Linked DNA regions of Mus musculus: region 1 is linked to region 2. The links are chromatin contacts, called in public Hi-C maps. All regions are on one chromosome and are shown on one strand. The core of a region is the stretch at or near the end of the contact, and the rest is flanking DNA. Distances in the headings are between cores, read along the strand shown. Region 1 overlaps Gm13261 (a long non-coding RNA gene). Region 2 overlaps Itih2 (inter-alpha trypsin inhibitor, heavy chain 2).

Region 1 (6,786 bases), core at 597-3,096, 240 kb after region 2:
CATGTACGTACGCATGACACCCACACGTAATGCATCAATGTACTTTTGGCATGTCATGCCATCTTTGGATAGACTGTAGATATATACTCATTTTGTGACAAATTTCATCTTATTCACTGAGATAGAGAGAGCAATGGTCACCCAGTGATGCCAGAAATATCCAACTGTAAACTGAACCTTAGCAAGAAGCTATACTATGACCTCACTATTTTTATTAAAATCGCCAACAACATTCCCAAGCAAGCAGGGGTAGGCTCTGACCTTGTCAGAAAAGCCACAGACAGCATCATGATGTCTCTGGTGCTCCTGTATTTACCTGGTGCACATGTTTTGACATATGTCAAAACTTGCTTTGATATACATCAATTCTTTGCAGCACAGAGCCCTGGGCTGGGAACACCACTCAGAAGAGCTAGTGGCTCATCTAAAGGTTAGTGTAGCCTGAGAAGTGGACAGAGAAGGACCATTTATTACCAGGTGAAACAGAGATGCCTTGGCACAGAGCCAACAGGACTTCAATTAGGCCAAGACAAACAAAGGAAGAGGAAATGAAGATGCCCCGCATTGCCTTCCTAGAAACATATACACAAAGCAAAGCCACTTCAGACCCCACTTGTCTGTTCCCAGCCCTGTCCTGCAGATACACAGGGAGGGACAGAAACAGTTAGCTAAGGACGTGCCTCTGCTGTAGATGATGAACTGGCAGCCACATGCCAGGGTGAAATAGATTTAGGACAGAGACAATGAGGCCCCCTTGGGTGGGGGGTTCTGGTTCTGTTTGCTTGACTGGGTTCAGTGTTTGTCTGGCAAAGAGGAGGAAGCTGCTCTTTGAGACCCGAGCACTGGTTTTATAAAGTCCTATTTCCTCTGTGATGAACCAATGATTTTTAATCACAGAATTGTTAATTAAATGAAAAAGGAGGGTGTGTGATTTCTGACCATGTTGACCTTACACTGTTTCTTTATCATTTCCCTTTTCTTGAGGCATATATAATATACTTGTGAGCCAGTTCAATAGCATGTGGTTCTAGTCCACAAGTAAAGAAGTGAACCTGCAATGATATCTTCAGCTATGATGTAATATATAACTCTGAAGCCTGCCACTTTAGTATCCAAATCATGGGTTCTTCCAGGCTCTCATTTTAAGGAATAATGTAAAGAGGCAAGGAAGCCCAGATACTCTGATAAGGTGCCTCCATAGTCCAGTTAAATGCCCCTTCTATTTCTATTGGAAAATTTAACAAGGAGATACAACAAAGTCAGAGTTTAGAGCTAGTGAGATGGCTCAGTGGGAAAAGAAGCCTACTGCCAAGCCGGACGACCTAAGCTCAACACTTAGGAGCCACGTGGTTGGAAGCAGAGAACGGACTCTTGCAAGTTGTCCTCTGAACTCCACACTATGCCTTTTCACATACATTCCTTTCCCCTCACGGGGTTATGTGTACACACACACACACACACACACACACACACTAAGTAAAAGGTACTTTTTAAAAAATGAAGTACAAAAACATGGAATTTTTGAGAGTAGAAATATTTAAAACAAATGCCACATTAAACAATTAAAGTAGGCATAGAGTTTAAAATAACTAACTTTCTATTCTAGGTGATTGGATGAGTTATTTTTAAATTACTTGTCTGCTCCTACCACGGCCACTGTTCTCTTTGCAGTGTGATAAATAAATTTGCTTTCTTTCTATTAAAAACGCATTGTTTTCAAACGTTACTTACTCTGTAGTATGGAGAGTTCCTGAAAGCGACGGTTCTGGTTCTCGCGACAAGACCGGGGAAGCGCTTGGAGGGTAGAGTCCACAGATGCTAGGCGTGCGAACAGTTTGTCCTGCCCCTGGATCCACCTTAGCCTTGGAGTTCACCTCACTTACGGGTCATCTGACTTGTTTGTTGAAGGGAGTATTTGTCTTCTGAATTTTCCCTCAGGCTACGGAAGAAAATAAAGAATCAGACACTTACCCCAGGAAACCTGCGTTGTGGGCGTGCGCTTAGTAGACTCTTGGTTTCACCCGCACGGTCTGTTTCTCAGGGTCTCTACTGAAGCTTCAGTGTTGACGCACGAGGGCTGGGGAGATGACTGAGTAATGAAAGCGTTTGCTGTGCAAGCAGAAGGCCCTGAGTTTTAATAAGTAGAGACGGTGGTGCCCACGTGTAATTCTAGCATTGGGGGTGGAGCTAGGTGGATCCTTGGGGCTCATTGGCTAGCCAACCTTCCAGTCTTCGAGCTCCTGAGTTGCAATATAAGAACCAGTCTCAAAAATAAGAAAGATGGCTCCCGAGGGACAGCACCCGCAGTTGACTGGCATCTGTATGTACCCACATACATAAACACACACATGAAAGTGGGACACAGGAAGGTCCTTTCGATTTCATTTTGCGGATCATGCCATCTGGCGCATCTCCAGATTCATAATTGCGATGCCTACTGGCCATGTTTACTTGCTGGACTTGACTCTCAGGCTCCCGTCTCTGTATGTGCTAAGCTGTTAGCTCTCTCCTTCTTCTCACCTCTCCTCCTCTACCTCACAAATCTCAGGGCTGCAAACCTGAGAGTGTCAAGTGTAGCTGTAGAGCACTGGGTGGGAAGACAGCATCTTAACTTCCAAACTTAGGCTAGTGTTTCCTTTTTCTTTTCTTTCTTTCTTTTTCTTATTTTTGTTGGTTTTTTTGTTTGTTTGTTTGTTTGGTTTTTGTTTTGTTTTTGTTTTTTTGAGGCAGGGTTTCCCTGTATAGCCCTGACTGTCCTGGAACTCACTCTTTTGACTAGACTGTCCTTAAACTCAGAAATCCACCTGCCTCTGCCTGCCATGTGCTGGGATCAAAGGTGTGCGCCACCACTGCCTGCCATTTCCTTTTGAGAAAGCTGAATGAACGAGCTTGTCTCACTGCCGGGCCTGCAGATTTGGGTAGAAAGCACAATCAACTGTGGCCAAATCAAATCTCTGTTCACAGAACACAAAGTTTCACATCGGGAGGCAGGATTGTCTCTAGTGACGTGGCTTTGACCACACCTACTATACCACAGAGCAGAAAGAGAGGTTAATTTGACCCTTAACTAGACAGGGACCAGATCGTATTCAAGCTTACATGTTGCTTCTTACATTGTGACTGTAATTCTTCTCTATGGATCTGCTGGCAGGACTATTGATTAGACACAGGAGGCAGATGGATTGTACCCAGTTGGGGTCATATTTCATACCCCGTTTATAACATATTACTATTTTACACGTTACAGGGTTTCAGTCTGAAGAGTTTTGGTGTGTGTGTTGTTTTTGTTTGTTTGTTTGTTTGTTTTTTGTAGACTCTGGGTAAAAAAAATATTATATGCAGATACCTGGGGGAGAGAATATTTTTGTGATTTTGAATTTGCTTTTAAGTGAAAATACATGTGTGTCTGTGTGTGTGTTGTATATGTGTGCGTTTCAGTGTTGGTACACCTGGGTGCATATGGAGGCCAAAAGTTGGCATCAGGTGCCTTCCCTAACCTCTCTCCATCTTACTAGTTGAAATAAGATCTCTCACAGGATCTGGAGTTCACTGTAGGCTGGCTATCCAAAGGAGTCCCAGGGAGCTGCATGTCTCTGCCTCCTTGGTGCTGGGGTTACAGATGTTTCAATGCCACCTGGCTTTCTGTGTGCATGCTGGGAATCCGAACTCAGCTCCTCGCTGGTGTGGTGACCACTTTACTACCCGAGCCATGTCCCAGCCCTTGCTTTCACTTTTAAGCTACTCATTTCAACCACACTCTGTCTTCTCACTCCCGGAATGGCGCCGACCTTGGACAGGACATTATAGATGGATCTCAGATTTTGTGTAAGTGTTCCAAGAAGCACGGGTGAGCTAGATACAGCACAGGTGATTTCAAAGAAGATCTGACATGGGAATTGCAAGAGGATGTGGTGGGTTGTGTTTGCTGTGGGTTTTTTTCCTCTCCCTTGCAGTCCTTTCACTTTCTGGGGATGCTGCTAAGAGCAGAGACAGTAAACTGCACTGGTAAAATCTGACAGATTACTTCAGAACTGGGGGCAAATAGAGGGAGCCACCCTACAGTCTCCTTTTGACGTTCTATTCTAATTTCATGTTTGTCTCATTTTACAACTCTCCCCATCACCTCCTGCCTCCAAGTTTTTCTATACTTGGAAGGAGTGCTTTTCCAGAAAGCATGGGTTTAGGCGATGTGTTTAGAGAGGTAGCAGAGAGGTCTGAGAGTTGTTAGGGGGTAAAGACAGATCCAGGGTTATATGAACTGTCTCTAAGTTCACTGCAGAAAGTTTGCCTAAAGGGGCTTTGTTGCTTATTTCTGAAGAAGGAGGAGGAGGAGGAAGAGGAAGAAGAAGAGGAGGAGGAGGAGGAGGAGGAGGAGGAGGAGGAGGAGGAGGAGGACAGTTGGAGAGATGGCTCAGTGGTTAAGAGCACTAACTGCTCTTCCAGAGGTCCAGAGTTCAACTAGCAACCACATGGTGTCTCATAACCATCCAATGGAGTCTGATGCCCTCTTCTGGTGTGTTTGAAGACAGCTACAGTGTACTCATATACATAAAATAAATAGATTATTTTTTTTTCGAGACAGGGTTTCTCTGTATAGCCCTGGCTGTCCTGGAACTCACTCTGTAGACCAGGATGGCTTTGCACTTGGAAATCTGCCTGCCTCTGCCTCCCAAATGCTGGGATAAAAGGCGTGCGCCACCACTGCCCAGCAAATAAATAATTCTTAAAAAAGAAGAAGAAAAGAGTTTTGGGTGTATGTCTGTACATATGATCTCTTGCTCTGTGTATCTGTACACATACTCCTCTCTCTCTCTCTCTCTCTCTCTCTCTCTCTGTGTGTGTGTGTGTGTGTGTGTGTGTGTGTGTGTGTGTGAACTTGGTTGTGTACATGCCTCAACAAGGGTGTGGAAGTCAGAGGGACAGCTTTCGGTCTTAGTCCCCACCTTCCATGTTAAAAGAAGAGCTCTTTCTGCTCTAATCTGGGGTCTCAGCTTTGGGGACTTTCCTGTCCATCTCCCATGTTCTTGTAGGAGCCCCTGGTTAGAGAGACTTAGGTTACCGCACTTGACTTTTATGTGGGCTCTGGGGATTTGAATTTTGGTTCAAACTCCTAGCTCTCCGGGCTGCATTATGTAGTAACAGGCAAAGCGTGAGGATTTTCTGAGTCTCGGAATTTTGGTTGCTGACATGAAAACAAGAAACAAACAAACTTAGAATCACAGCACTGTAAAGAATGTCTGGTGTGGCCAGGCAGTGCTGGCGCACGCTTTTAATCCCAGCACTCTGGAGGTAATGAGTTCAAGGCCAACCTGATGTACCAAGCAAGTTCCAGGACAGTTAGAGCTACACAGAAAAACTCTGTCTCAAAAAAAAAAAAAAAACAAAAAACAAAACAAAACAAAACAAAACAAAACAACCAACCAAACAACCAACCAAACAAAAGCCAAAATTAACTTCTCACAGGATGTGTTGCTCCAGTGGCTGTCTCTTTCTCTGGGCTGCAACGGCAGGATTTGAAGAGAAGATCTGTCCATCTGTAAGATTCTTGGGGCCTAAGAAATATGGCATGGTCTAAACAGCTTCCTTCTCAGTCCTCCTGTATGGACAGCAGAGATAGATGGGAACAAATTAACACATAAACTCTTACTTCTTTGGCTATTATTACAGTCCTTGCCAATATTTCAAGCCAGAGGAGAAGAAGGAGGCGTGGGAGGAAGAAGAGGAAGGGAAGGAGGAGGAAGAAGAGGAGGAGGAGGAAGAGGAGGGAGGGGGAAGGAGAGTGGGTAGGGGCAGGGGAAACATTTATGCACACCTGCCAAGCTCTACAAAAACTGTACAGTAGTCATAGAAAATCTCCAAGCAAGAAATTTCCCCATAAGCCATATAATTCGTCAGGGATTTTTTTTTTTAAGAGAAAATACGATCTTTACTTGAACCAGTTGCCATGTCAGATGCCTGCCTTCTTCGCTCAGGTTTATTACCAGGCTAAATACAGTCTGTTTCGATGAAAGCCTTTTACAGCGTATAGTAAAATGGGTTCATTAGTCATTTTCCTCTTATTATATGTCAATTGCTCTCAGTACTGCCGAGAGTGGACGCTAGGCCCCAGTAGCCAGAATGCAATACAGAGTGCAATGATGATGATACTCTAACCCTCTAAAGCACACAGTCCTGCAAATGCTTTCCCCTGATCCCTTAGACTGTGTGTCCTGATCACTAACTCCATTTTATTTTCTTCTGTAAAATAGGGACTTCCCCTCTTCTCTTCCATATTGTATCTCCCTCCCATTCTGCCATGGTCACAGGCCCTATTCAGGTAGCTTAAATAATGTTCCCTACACACAGAGAGGTGGGGGTGGGTGGGTAAGGGAGGAAGGGAGAGTTTATGGATCCAAGTATAATACTGCTAGAAATAACTGGTCAGTCACTAAAAACTTCACTCAGACTGACTTCAGACACTATGTATAGGCACCATTGTTTCTGGATGACTGTCAATGGCTACGTTATAATCTAATCCAAAGAAAGCTGGGTGACAGGCCCACACCATGTTTATTTATTGCATGGGTTATGACCTTTCAACAAATCACTTCCTCCAGGTAGATTACAGCCCCCCTCACTATAACACTGTATCTTGATCCTTTGTTGTAGCACATGAAAGTTAGAATCCTTGGGCTCTAGAAAAGTTGCCTTAGGAAATAAACAACACTGCCTTTGGTAATTAATTTAAGTGAATGTCACTTCATCCATAGGTTAAAATTTTTAAATTTTATTTATAAAAAGCACAGG
Region 2 (6,465 bases), core at 2,380-4,879:
AATCCAAGTCTCCCGCATGCTGACAGTCGAAATACAGTACCTAACAGTCCATGCACTCTAGGTGAGAACTTGTCTATGGGGGGAGCGTAGATCCCCAGGAAGTCCACGTTAACTGGGTGCTTCCTCCACACACGATGCAGCAGAACGGAAAAGAACAGCTCTTTATTCAGGGTGAGAGTCACAGATTTTTCTTTCTTCACAGAGATGAGCACCCTATGGGAAAGCCAACATTGAACGAGTTTCTAGATGATTTCAGAGCTCTCTCTCTCTCTCTCTCTCTCTCTCTCTCTCTCTCTCTGTGTGTGTGTGTGTGTATGTGTGTGTGTGTGTGTGTGTGTGTGTGTTTATGTGCCCACCCATGTATGTATGCATACATACTAGTGGAGATCAGAAAAAGACAACTTGCAGGCTCTCTTCTCTCCCTCCACTTTGTGGGTCCTGTCTGAGATTGAATTCAGGTAATATAACAAACTCTCGGGTCCTCCAGCGAGGGCTTCACTGCATGTGGGCTGTCTAAAACGGTCAGTGGCCAGGCCCTAGCTGGGAAGATACTCTTGCATAAAATACAATCATACCATTTGGAGCATACTTGATGTAGTCAGCTCCAGATCCCAATGCGCAGGTCTGCTTGCATATACTGAGCACTTACTGTTGCTTCTCACTGAGCCTTGTCAGTGAGACACGGTGAACACTGAAAACAATTCCTGGACCCAGGGATACCCCAGTGCAAGAGAAGAGCCACCCTGAACCTCAGCGTCCTTGTATCTAAAAGGACGGCTGGATGATCTCTCTGAGGTTGAGGCTGGGCTTGCTTCTGCAGCCGTGTCCCAAGGGCTGATGGGAACGGAGGTGGAACACTACTTGCCTCGAGTTTCCAAGATGAGCTGTGTCGGACCAGGACAGTCGAGATGTAGAGGAGCCAGAGCTCAGGGTGATGGTCTCGGTGCTGATTTCTATCTTCATGCCTTCCTTTTGGAAATAAAACCCCAGTTTTCCAAAGTAGGTGCTTAGCTTTCCATTCTCTGCCCTCTTGGCGCCGATAAGCTGACCGTTGACTACAATCCCTGTAAAGGAAAACATGCTTTCTCCTCTGGGCCCCAGGAGTGGGCACCACAGTTTGTATTTATAAAGCCTGGCAAGTCAACAATGTCATAATACAAATATTTTTCCTTTACGAGATATTTTAAAGTTAATATTTTTTTATAAAATAAAACATCAGCTAGCTTGTGCTCAGAATAGGTATTTTTAAGTTATACTTGCTTGACGTGATATATATATATAAGTTTCTTACTAGTTATAGCACTTTTAAAAGCTATAGTCTATCTAATGGGGTGAGAAAAAACGAATCCAGGTGGACACAAGGAAGTCTAGCCGTCATGCGATGAGTTGCTGCAAATGGAATCTGCTCTTATGTTACCTGATTCTGGGTCAGACACCAGGCTTAGGATTTTCCCAGGTTCTGAGTCAATATTGAAACAAATATTCCTTTTGCTTTTGGGCAGGTAAATGATGAAGTGGGGGTCATTTTCCACTAGAAAATAGACAAGAAAAATAAAAACAAAATTATAAAAAGGAAGCTGATTTTTGTCACTGTTGCTTACTGAGACAGGATCTAACTTCGCAGCACGGGCTGTCCTTGAACTTGTGATTTTACTGTCTCAGCCTCCAGAAGGCAAGATTGTAATCCATTACGTTACCTCCTGCCCCTTGCTTTCATCTCACACTACACAGTTCATTTCAGGTGGTTAATGAAGACTTGGTTCATCGGTCAATGTCAAGGCTGGGCACTAGAGGGCACTGTTGAGGTATGAAACAATGGCTCCTTTGGAAAAGATTTATGGCAAAATTTTCCTTCTATATAAGTACGGTACTTATGGTGGTTTGAATAATATTGCTCCCCACCCCCACCCCAGGATCCTATATTTGAATGCTTAGTCACCAGGGAGTTGAAATACTCGAGAAGGATTGGGAGATGTGGCCTGTTGGAGGAAGTGTGTCACTGGCAGGTTGGGCTTTGAGGTTTCAAAAGAGAAAGCCTGGCCCAGTAGCTCTCTCCCTGCTGGCTGCAGACTGCAGATCCAGATGTGAACTCTCAGCAACTTCTCTAGCACCCTGTCTGCCTGCATGCTGCCATACTCCCCGCCGTGATGATGTGTTTCTAGGCAATGGAACGCCTCCTTACACCAATCAGTGTAGCTTTAACTTTTGATAGGGTTGGAAGTGGATCGAAGATCTCCATGTCAACAGTATATATTCCTGAAATCCTAAGATTTATGGGCCAAGCACTAGTTAGACTTTATTGGATGTCTAGATATGAGAATCTTGCTTTATAATTACCCTATAGCCATTACTCCATAATACAGGTGAGATAACTGAGAGCAGAGAAGTCAGTGTACAGCCAATGTTTACATTGGAAGAATTTGACCCCAGGACCATCTGATTCAGGGGCAGCCTTTTTGTTGCATCAAATAGCAGACTAGACATATGGAAGAAGCCTTGTGGTCTTAGGAACGCCGTTTTAAAATAGGCTGTCTTGTCCTTTTTTGCTGCAAAAACTTTCCTTTGAAAAGTGACAGTGTGTGGGGTCCATGTAGTGAGTGGACAGTGTGATGTCCATGCTGGACACCATAGCATGTCCTGCTCTTGGGAGCCATTCACCACACAAGCCCTGCACACTGATCTTCCACTCAGGGTTCCTGCTCAGGAGTGTAGCTATAAGGAGCATTATCATCAACAAAAGGGAAACAGCAAATCATTCAGGTCCCACAACGAACATTATTGGAGATAAGCCACAGAAAGTGAGATGAGGCCACTTAACATGGTCACCCGGGTCCTTGCTGTTGCTTGTAACAAAACGATGCTTGGTGTATGTAATAAACAATCGGAGCCTTTCTTTCTCTTTCCTCTCCCTCTCAGCTGCACTGTGATAGGACGCATAGGACAGTGCACACACAAGGCATGTGCTCTCCCATGTAGTGACATCCTCAGCCGTTCTCTTGTGACATGGGGTATTGCTCTGTGTCCACGTTGGCCTCAAACTCACAGTTCACCTGCCTTCACCTTGAATGCTGGGATTACAGGTGCCACCCACTCAGTCTAGAGTTCATTTTGAAACATCATTTATTTCGTTTTAATTTTAAGTAATTAATTTTGGAGACAGGGTTTCCCTGTATAGTCCAAGTCAGCCTTGCATCTACAATCTAAGATGTCAGTTCTGAAGATTATCCACTTTGTGTGTGTGTGTGTGTGTGTGTGTGTGTGTGTGTGTGCACATGTGTATGTGTTCGTGCAGTGTATGTGTGTGTGTACATATGGGCCTGTGTTCTAACAAGTATATAGAGTTCAGAGGGTTACTTGTGGTAGTCTGTTTTCTCCTGCCATGCAGGTTTCAGGACTGAACTCAGGATATTAAGCTTGTTAGCAAGTGCCTTCATCCTTGGAGACACCTCACTGGGCCATCTGAAGATGTTTTCTAAATAGGAGAGTCTATTCAAGAGAACCTAGGGATCTTACATTAACAACAGGAAGTAGCCTTCTGTTTTCACTTCAAACATCCACATACTGCTGAGCAGTGGGACCTTCCCTTAGGACAGAAGCCTGGAGTGCTGTGAGGATGTCCAAAGTCCATTCTCTAAGAGAGAGATGTTGCAAAGCACATACATACACACTGCAGGGGCTGCCTCATGGCCTGCACACACACACACACACACACACACACACACACACACACACACAGAGTCAGGGTATGGGCTTTAGCGGGGAAACCCGGGCAAACCCTCAGCTCATTAGCTTTCTGTCAACTTTGACAAGCAGCAGCCATAGAGGTGGCAGTGAGCTACACGCTGTTTGCCTCCTAGCTTTGCTGTGGCTAATGCTCCTGGTGTTCCGATCACGGTGATAACAGTTGCCTAGGTTACTTCCCAGTGACTTGAAGACCTTGCTTGTTGAAGCCACTGACTCTTACCTTGAAAACATACAGGTATGTGATGGGTGACTTTATGATGCCAGAGGGCCATCACTCCATCTTCCGATGATGTGAATACCCCCGTTTTCTGAATGTGTATCTCCTAACGGCCTCTGGAATCTAATTGTGTGTTTGTAAACCACAGATCCCTCCAACTCTTCCCCACACAGTAATTACCATTTCTCTGCCCTATACATATCTTCAAGCCCTAGGGCATGTGGCTTTGAGACCTGTATCATGTCCCATGTCTCCTCATGTTTTGCCACAGCATGAGTAAGCATTATCTTTTTTGCAAAGCTTGTCACTTCGGTAATTGACCGAGTGTGTGTGGTTACCATTTCTGTAAACTCTGGGGCAACAGCAGGAGCTGCACTTACTGTTACGTCCTCCAGGTGGCACCTCTGTCTCACACGTTGAAAGGGAATGTGTCCATTGTGTACTGAAAGTGTACAGTTGCACCTCAGCGCCCAACCTCTAACAAATATATGTTAGTGGCTTTTGAATGATCACATCTATGGGCCATGCCTCCCACATGCATGTGACAATGAATGCATTTGGGTCAAAACAAACAAAACGATAGTTCTTACTCAATGATAACATCCATGTATTGAGCAACTAGTAACTGCTTAACCAATTGAGGCTATTCACCAAATGTGAAGCGGCACTCCACCAATGCATTCCCACAAGAAGAGAATCTCTTCTATTCCAGAGAGGTTGCCTCATGCACTTGGAAAGAGTGTGAGGTATGGGTTTGTCTCCACGCAAATTCATATTCCAAGCCCTACACCTCAACATATGATGGTATCTAGACATGGAACCCTTCAGCGGGTCATTAGGTGTCCATGATGTCAGAGAATGAAGCCCTGATGCTTTCAGCACCCAACAAGAAGAGACACCAGACGTGCCCCAGCTACTTCGTTACGGCACTGCAGTAAGCACACGGGGCTTTTGACTCCCCATAGAAGGCAACAAGGCCTGTAAAAGTCAGCTAGCTTCTCAAGACATGGAGATCCTATTCATTGATGGAAATTCACACAGGGGTCTGATGGGTTAAAAAGGGAGAAATGCTTTTACCTTGATTCAAATGAGTAGGTGGAGTAGACTCAAGTGGCTTCGCTCCGACTGCAAGCATGGCCGACATTGGTGTCGGAGATGGGTTGGCCCATGATGGGATGGGACCCGAGGCAACCTTGGTGCCATAATACAGTGCGCCTGCGTAGAAGAACTGCCCCCATTAGTTCCCATGTACTCTTCCATAGAAATTGCACTCAGTTTAAATAATTTGACTTTTGCATCCTCTTTCCCAACCAAAGGTTCTCAACTAAGGTTTCCTCTTCTCATATGTGTGTGTGTGTGTGTGTGTGTGTGTGCGCGCGCGCGCGCGCGTGTGTGCAGTGCTAAGTATCAAACCCAGGGTGTTGAGCGTGCAAGGTCACCCACAGCCTCTCTTTAGTCAAAGTTTCCCTCCTCTTGTTCCCTCTAGTATCCAATTCTTCCAGTATCTAGTACTATAAATAGATCTGCGAGAAAGAACCCCTCTGCTGGGCATAGTGACACATGCCTGCAATCCTAGCCCTCAGAAAGTGGAGGCAGGAGGGCCAGGAGTTCAAGGTCATCCTTGGCTAAATAGAGAGCTGGTACCATCATGTTCACTGGCAAAACTAAACTTAAACCTGGACACTTACGGACACAGGTGGAAGCAAAAAGTGGATGGGAGATGGGACATCAACACAAGACAAGAAGGCCACTCCATCTTGTTGCCCCATAAGGACCCAAGTACTGACCTGAGCAGCAGGAGTGGTCCTGTGGCGGGGAGTCAGCCAGCATGCGTTCATCTCCAGCATCATTCTCTATCACCATGGCAGTAAGCGGAGTCACGATGTGATGGTCTAGAGACATCTGCAGGATTGTTTTGGTGATTTTCCTTTTGATGGCAGCAGTAGGAGCCAGACTTCTGCATTCAGAGGGTAGATATTGAAGAACATCACCATATACCAGGGTGAACTTGGGCCCCAAACCTCTTTACTCCCCCTTCTGATAGTCACCCAACACCTGAGCACAGAGTGGGGATGCCTAAGACAAGAGAGAAACAGAACCAACTGGTTTCATGAGCCTCAGTAGTTTATCCAGCCATGTGGTCTCTAGTTTTTGAAATGGTGTTTTCTTGCTTTATGTATGCATGTCTGTATGCATGTATATATATATGTGCGTGAGTGCATGCACGCCTCTGTGTGTGTGTGTGTGTGTGTGTGTGAATGCACACATGTGCCCTAATGCCTGTGTGAAAGTCAGAGAACAACTTGTGTGGGTTGCTTCGCTCCTGCCATGGTGTAGGAGCTCAAGAACAGACTCAGGTGGACACGCCTTGCCACAAGCAGGTTCATCTGCTGAGCCACCTCACTGCCCCCAAGGGATCAGTTTTAAAGACTTTATCTTTCAGAATAGTTTTAGGTTCATGGTGAAATTGAGTGAAAGGTACTGAGAGTGTCTCCACGTACCCT

The links. Hi-C and Micro-C count contacts between places; a contact is called where the count stands out from the background.
Region 1: a Hi-C map of the Ba/F3 cell line shows a contact between it and region 2, with 2.3 times the contacts expected there. The contact joins two enhancer-like sites. A contact is called at or near these places in 1 of 15 datasets of contacts at CTCF or cohesin (the NIH/3T3 cell line), 3 of 484 Hi-C or Micro-C datasets (the AtT-20 cell line, the Ba/F3 cell line and embryonic fibroblasts) and 2 of 115 datasets of contacts at active chromatin or transcription factors (CD8 T cells and craniofacial prominence).

What each region holds. Positions count from the first base shown.
Region 1 is chr2:10,339,790-10,346,575 of GRCm38.p6, forward strand. Gm13261 (a long non-coding RNA gene) reads right to left here. Exons shown (of 4, transcript XR_001783229.2): 2 at 5,462-5,596; 3 at 1,732-1,939. Among named protein-coding and RNA genes, the nearest start is that of Gm13261, 22 kb to the right of the region's middle. Within about 2 kb of position 1,847, at least 12 of the 459 cell types and tissues checked have an H3K27ac peak or open chromatin away from gene starts, as enhancers often do. A contact at or near this core is called in the Ba/F3 cell line, where this site is marked.
Region 2 is chr2:10,097,037-10,103,501 of GRCm38.p6, forward strand. Itih2 (inter-alpha trypsin inhibitor, heavy chain 2) reads right to left here. Exons shown (of 21, transcript NM_010582.3): 15 at 5,749-5,918; 16 at 5,039-5,176; 17 at 1,418-1,531; 18 at 866-1,064; 19 at 41-213. Among named protein-coding and RNA genes, the nearest start is that of Kin, 20 kb to the left of the region's middle. Within about 2 kb of position 3,630, at least 8 of the 459 cell types and tissues checked have an H3K27ac peak or open chromatin away from gene starts, as enhancers often do. A contact at or near this core is called in the Ba/F3 cell line, where this site is marked.